2 separate regions of the Gossypium hirsutum genome follow, and region 1 is linked to region 2. Evidence: chromatin contacts called from public Hi-C data. All regions are on one chromosome and are shown on one strand. The core of a region is the stretch at or near the end of the contact, and the rest is flanking DNA. Distances in the headings are between cores, read along the strand shown.

What was found. Hi-C and Micro-C count contacts between places; a contact is called where the count stands out from the background.
Region 1: a contact with region 2 is called in a Hi-C map of hypocotyl, with 3 times the contacts expected there. The contact joins the promoter of LOC107936677 here to the promoter of LOC107962948 in region 2. A contact is called at or near these places in 7 of 34 Hi-C or Micro-C datasets (anther, hypocotyl, leaf and 1 more).

The regions. Positions count from the first base shown.
Region 1 is chrA06:81,848,053-81,851,535 of Gossypium_hirsutum_v2.1, forward strand. LOC107936677 (3'-N-debenzoyl-2'-deoxytaxol N-benzoyltransferase) reads right to left here and starts at 1,647. Exons shown (of 2, transcript XM_016869425.2): 1 at 543-1,647; 2 at 1-450. The coding sequence starts at 1,345.
Region 2 is chrA06:81,368,333-81,372,243 of Gossypium_hirsutum_v2.1, forward strand. LOC107962948 (G-type lectin S-receptor-like serine/threonine-protein kinase At1g11300) reads right to left here and starts at 2,364. Exons shown (of 5, transcript XR_005928188.1): 1 at 1,736-2,364; 2 at 1,565-1,636; 3 at 731-841.

The DNA of each region.
Region 1 (3,483 bases), core at 397-2,896, 480 kb after region 2:
ACTTTAAATCCTCTATTCTTCCCTGTATTTGATGAAGCATAAGGCAGGAAAAAGCATGGCTCCATACTCCCAAGGAAATTGGTTGAAAGTGGCAACACTGTAGTGGGACCTCCCCAACCAAAATCTACAGCCGAATGGCCCAAATGTCGCCAATCAGTGAACCCACTCACCCCTTTCCCAGCCGTGATGCCGTCTTCATAGTGCAGTTCTTGTAAGTCAATGAAAGAACGCACGTACTCGTCACTGCCATTGCTTTTGCTCTTCTTGATCAGTTCTGCCGTTTTCCACAAAGGTTGCTCGATTAGGTCCTTGGCACTGACCTTGGCGTACATTGCAACGCAGCCGTTGCCCCAGTAGCCTGCAGGCAATGCTGGCTTTACCACTTTGCGGATGTTCATCAAATATGAAAACTTCACCGTCTCCTCGCCTGGAATCTTTGAGGCTTTCACCCTGTTTATATCAACAATGAAGACCAGGTCAAAAACACTTCCATTGCTTACACATTATGTGAATTTAATTACACCAAACTTTTTTTAACTTACTTGGCTCGCCAAATATATGCACCTAAGATTTCAAAAGTGGTTAAACCCAGACCACTTTGTTCAAAAAGCAAAGCCTTGAGCTGGTCCAAGCATTCATCTTCCACATAAAAGCACTCCCTTTCAACATGTCCGATATCCTGTTTGTAAGGATTAAAACCTTTCTCCAAGCTTAGGAACTCAAGAACTGGGGCTTCAACTTTCGGGGGGTTTCTTGGACCCAATAGAGTGGATCGATCCCAAACCGGCTGATATTTTACTTCGTCCACCCCACGTGCGAAATCAGCTGCTATACAGAAAAACTGGGTCGCACCAAGCCCATCGCATAAAGCATTGTGTATAGCCGCCCCAAGAGTAAACCCACCACATTTGAACACCGTTAGCTGTAAAGTACAGGGGTTGACCAACGTTTCTTCCGGGCTTGGGTCGGGAACCAGCTGTTCAACCGAATTCATATCAGGGTCATCAAGGTGATTTACAGACTCCAATGTGCAGTCCACGCTGGCACTTACGAGCGGTAGGCTTTGGTCCAACCGACAGAAAAGCTCATACCTACCGTTGCTGGAACGGCCGAGAGATCCAGCCAGAGGATAATAGTGGTGGAGAGCGGCGGAGATGGCGGAGGAGATGACCTGGAAAGGGTCACGACCGGTGGTGTCGCTGTTGACGTAAGCTCGCAGGTAACGGAAGGTGACGTTGAGGGAGTGGTCATTATCTAGGTGAGAGAGGGGGAGGGTGTGATCGTGGGTGAAAGGTGGTGCGGTGGAGGGGCGGATGAGAGCAGTTTCTAAGACTTGGACCTTCATATTTTTTGGGTTTGTTAGGGGGAATTCCAGGGTTGGTGTTTAAAAAGGGTGAGGGTTCGTCAAAAATGGTTGGTGTTGACTAGTGAAATTTAAGGCTTTGCCTCAAGGCTAAACAAGCCTTTGCCTTTTTAACTAAAAATGCCTAAAGATCATCCCGGTTCAGTGTCCCTTCTTTGGATATTGACTAGTGGGGAACTGCCGTGCTGGTTATTAAGAATTGAGAGTACAATTGTTAATATTTTCTTCATTGCTACACATCTGCATCTACTCTTACTTTATTATAATATATGTATATTATTCCTTTTCCATTACATTTTTATTCTAATTAAAGAGAAAGTGAACAGGAGCATGATGGAAAAGTCAGGCCCTCTACCAAACCCCGCTATTCTCACCCACTTATTCTTTACTAATATTATTATGGTTCTAAATTATTTACATTTTGGATGATCCTCGACAAAGTGAAGGAAAAATTAGAAAAAAATAATGTCCCTTTTTAATCAATTGGTGACTGATGTTGTTAAATACAGTCAAATTGGAACAAGAAAACAAATGCAAGAGCTAGTTGTACCGGTCCCCATAGTGTTTTTTCAAAATTAAAATTTGACTTCACCTAATTATTAGTATTTTGAAAAAAATTATCACAAAATTATGACATACTACTGACGGCTCACTAGCTTTATTGAGATTGATTTGTTTTGGTCACTCGTCTCTTAAGATGTTTTTTGGGTTCAAAAAGAATGAAATAGTAAGAAAATTATAATCTAATTACTCTACCATAGGCATCTGCCTGTAGTGAAGGGACAACATTGGGAAATGGATCTACTGTTGGAAATATACTACTGCAAACAAAACTGTTAGCACTAACAAGAAATAAAATTAAGTGTAAATAAATAAAGAAATTATTGTGCCGTGGAAGAACTACTACCTTAAAAGCGATTTCGCCCTGATCGGTATAATTGAAAGTGGATGTCGCTCCCAATGTTAATACAATACTTTCAAATTCGTACGCTCGAATGAGAAAGATGGAACTTAAAAGGATTGCTCTTCTAGTAAAAGTTAGAAAATACACAGGAAGAAACTCAGGTAAATCACAGCAGGTTCAATTCCCAAGAAAGATTGGAGGGGTCACAGACGGTAGACCTGCAAACAATCAGCAGCATAGGGAGCCTCGTCATAGTAGGAGGGTATCTTGTAGGCCTGAGTTCTTCCAATTTGAAAAAAGTGTTTTTAACACTAAGTCTGCCGAATAAGAAGAAATGACCTACTCACATATGACGAAGCAATGCAGAATTTTGATTTCAAGCTCTGGGAAATAGTTATTAAAGCTTAGATGGACTCTATGTATTCCAATTCAGTGTGGGAACTTGTAGACTTACTGAAAGGGAAATAACCCATGTGGTGTAAATGGATCTATAAGAGGAAAATAAATCCTGATGGAAAAGTAGAAACTTATAAGGTCAGACTTGTAGCAAAAGGATATACTAAAAAATAAGGTATCGATTATGAAGAAACATTATGAAGAAACAATCTTTTCAGTTGTCATGCTCAAAGTTAATCCACATATTACTATCCATACGACATCTTTCAATTACGATTTCTAGCAAATTGATGTTAAGACAAAAAAAATTAATGTCTATCTTGATGAAAGCATCTACATGATGCAACCCACAGGATATATAGCTAAAGGAAACGAGGAAAAAGTTTGCAAACTACTTAGATCTAACTATGGAATTAAGCAAACATCCTGCTCATGGAATCAAATATTTGATCAACCGATCAAGACTTTTGGATTCGAGCAAAATGTAGATGAACCTTGTGTTTACAAATATTTAGTGGATGGAAAGATGGTCTTTATCGTTCTATATGTCGATGACATTCTACTCATTGGAATTGATGTAAGAGCATTGTCATCGATTAAACTGTGGTTAACTCAATAGTTTATCATGAAGGACTTAGGAAAAGCTAATTTAGTTCTAGGTATTCAAATCTTAAAGGATTGAAAGAACAATGTGATAGCACTGTCTCAGGCTTCATACATAGGCAAGATATTGGAGTGTTATGCAATGGCCAATTCGAAGAAGGGAAATCAACCCTTCGTATTGAAATTTCATGTCTTTTTAGAAGATTGTCCTAAGACA
Region 2 (3,911 bases), core at 1,114-3,613:
GATAGGAAAATTTTTTAGGCTAAGGTTTGTAGATCGACTCCACCAATCACACATCTCATGTTCGCCGACGATTCTATCCTTTTTAGTGAGGTTACTGATAAGGGGATTCAGGTGATTAATGACATTTTAAGAGAATATGAATCGTGTTCGGGCTAATGTGTTAATTTTGAAAAGTCTACTGTCTTTTTTAGCTCGAATGTGGCTGATTATGATAAGAATCTGGCTTTGCAGACCCTATATGTTCGGTGTTCGACAGAGGCTGAGAGATACTTAGGACTTCCGAATATGGTGGGTCGAAAGAAGAAAATGACTTTCCAATCTTTGAAAGATAGATTGAAACGGAGGATTGACAGTTAGAGCACTCGGCATCTATCTCAGGGGGGGAAAGAGGTATTTATAAAATCAGTTTTACAGGCCATTCCTACTTATACAATGTCTTGTTTCCTTTTACCAAAATCCTTGTGCGTGGAATTGGAGAATATTTTAGGGGTCTTTTTGTGGCAGAAAAGCCATGGGAAGCAAGGAATTCACTGGTGCAATTAGAACTCATTATGTGTTCGAAATGAGGAAGGGGGGATGGGGTTTCGCAATTTGAATTCTTTTAATGTTGCGTTACTGGACAAACAAGGTTGGCATTTGTTACATAATCCTAATTCATTACTAGCGCATACATTGAAAGCCAAATACTTTAAAAAGTCAAATTTTTTAAATTCCAGGTTAGGAAATTTACCTTCTCTTACTTGGCAAAGTATATGGTCATCTAAAGGTCTCATTTTGAATGGGATGGGATGAAGGATCAGTGATGGCATGAACGTCTCTATTTAGGGTGATGCTTCGGTTCCTGGAAGCAGAGAGTATAGAGTTCAGAATTTGAATGTCAATTCGAATTTGTTACTAGTGGCAAATTTAATCGATACTAGTACAAGGAAGTGGAAAACTGAACTAATCTCTAATACCTTTTCGGTCAGTGATGTAGAGCGGATTTTATGTATTCCTCTATCCATAAATAAACACAAAGATCACATAATCTGGCGTGGAGAGCCAACTGGGGAGTACACGGTTCATAGCGGACACAGATTGATTTTACAATAGGGATAGAACCAAACGCATTCTAATTACAGACATTTTTACAAAAGAATTTGGAGCCTAGATCTACCTTCTAAGATTAAAATTACAAATTGGAGACTTTTTCGCAACTTCTTGCCTACTTTTTGTAATCTTCACTACAGGAGACTGATGGGATCTGATATTTTTCGGAGGTGTCATAATGGACCGGAATCTAGTGAGCACGTATTCAAGGAGTGTCCTATAGCAAAGGAAACATGGTCTACGTTAGGATTTAACTGGCTTACTCAAGAGGATAACTCAGATTTCAGTGATTGGCTTAATAACATTTTTGAGTCATTTTCTTTTAATCAGTGCAGGACGATTGCATGTGCTTTACAGGTGCTTTGGAATATAAGGAACAGATTTCTACATGAAGGCGAATTAAAGTCTAGATCTCAAACGGTAGCCTTTATTAAGAACTATATTAGAGAATTGGATAGGTTGAGTTCGAGCTTACCAACGATGCGGGTTCTCACTAGTCGATAGGATGCCCCGACGGATCCTTGGGTAAAGATCAACTTTGATGCTACTTTCAAAAAGGATTTACAGGAATCTTGTTCAGGTTTAGTAGCAAGGAACGCAAGGTCAGAAGTCATTTTTGCTAAAACAGTGTTTCATAAGTATATACCTTCTACTTTTACTGCTGAAGCGATGGCGTGCCTCCGATCCGTTTTGGGCTACTTCTAGGGCTGCGAAAGGTAGAAGTTGAAGGCGACTCCCGAACAGTGATTCGAAAATTGCATGAGCAAGTCGATGACAGATCGGAAATCGAAGTTTTTATTCAAGATTCAAAACATCTGAGTTTCGATTTTGAGTCCTGTGTTTTTCGATTTGTATCAAGAGAAGCAAACAAAGTGGCTCATCTTATTGCTAAGGAGGGTTTACAGAAGAAGGAGACAACTTATCTGCAGAATATGTTCACTTTTGGTGTGGAAGAAGCTCTGAATGAAGATCGGCGAAGGGAGGAGTCCTTACGAGAATGATTTTAGTGGATTGCATCAGGAGAGTCTTTTGGAAGATGAATAATGGGAGGTGAGAAAGAGAGAAACTCTTTTTTTGAATTATCTGAGGAAATGATGGGCACTGATCAGCAATTAATGGAGGTCATCATTATAGTTGCGTTCTCCCAGATGTTTTTTTGTTAGTTTTGAAAGATGGGTTGAATAGAAAATAGCTGGCTAGTAGAAGCCTCTAGAGCTCCCCATTTTCGCCAACCTGGATCTTTTTTACAATTTATCTTGTTTTTCTATTTTGGATTGGACTCTTAGGCCCTGTTAAGTTGCTTCTGTTTTGTTTTGCTTTGGGTTTTTACCCCGTTCGATTTGTTTTCTGTTTCTTTTTGTACTAGGCTTGTTAGGCTTGGTCTTGTTATATTGTTTTAATAAAGATCCAGACATTTTCCTTCAAAAAAAAAACAAGTGTGACATTTATTTATATAATTATTTTTTATTGTCTTATTACATCTTATGATATACTTATCAAACTCTCAACCTACTTGTGTAGTCTAAAATATATTATTGACTGTGTATAAAATAATTTTTCATATATATATATACACAAATATCTCTTGAAAAAAATTTGTAAGTAATGAATAAACAAAAATAAGTGTTGATTTATTATTTTTTAAAAATTATTAAGATCAATAATGATACAATATGTTGCAATCTTGAATATGATATTATTAAGAAGGATAAGCACGAAGTTTGAAAAAACTTAATTTTCATAAATAGTAAAAAGAACATAAAAAATACATTAATTATAAAAAATTATGTGTTGAAAATATTGATTTACTTAATTTCTAACCTACACAATTTTGATCAATTTTAGATAATCAAAATAAATAATAAAATTTATTTTTTTTACATTATCTTTTTGGTATAAATAAATAATAAAAATTTAAATTTAAATTTAAATTTGAAAAATAATTTTAATTTTTTATACGGACCAGTACACTTATATTACGGCCTATACGAGAAAATTCAACTTATACTCACAGATAATTAAATTAAATTGAAGTAGATAAAGCCAATTTTTAAGTACTAAAATTTCAACGTAAAATTTATTGATGGTGACTAACGTGTACTTGAAATTGTATTCTGAAACCCAATAGAACCAAGCATTGTGCTCCTAATGGTCCAATTTGATGGCCCAAAATATTCTTTCTAATCATCACTTCATTGGGCTATGAGCGTTGATAGAATGAGCCTGATTGAATACCCAACCCATCCAAAAGGCCATAAAATTTTAATACCCAGAAAAGAAATTTATTATATCAAATATGAGGATCTCATTAATGGGAGGACATATGGGTCCTAAGCCTCGGAATGGTCTGAAGCTTCGAGTGGGGGCAGCAAATCACGAAGCTGACAAAGAGCGTGCTGTAAGCCGTGAGGTGTGCGCCTTGGCATCTGGCAGGAGAAAAGACGGCCTGCTGCAAACAAGGACACCCACATATATTGGACCCAGATATTTGTCCAATACTCCTAAGGTTGTTGTTTACCGGCAAATTTCGATTGCTGTCAGCCGTAAACACCATCTAAGCAATCAAGTTGAGGCAAATCGAAATGATTAAGCATAGCATTTTATATTGTAGTAATTATATTAAGTATTAAATTGTATTTTATTTTTAATTAAAAATGAATAAATTAATATATATACGTTAAAAATATGTACAAATTAATTTTTTATTAAAAATCACTAAACAATGATATGGAATCTAATACTTTAAATGGATTTTTTTATTTAAAAAAACATAAAATCTAATCTGGTATATTATGAAAGGCTTATTTATTTAAGAGTTGGAT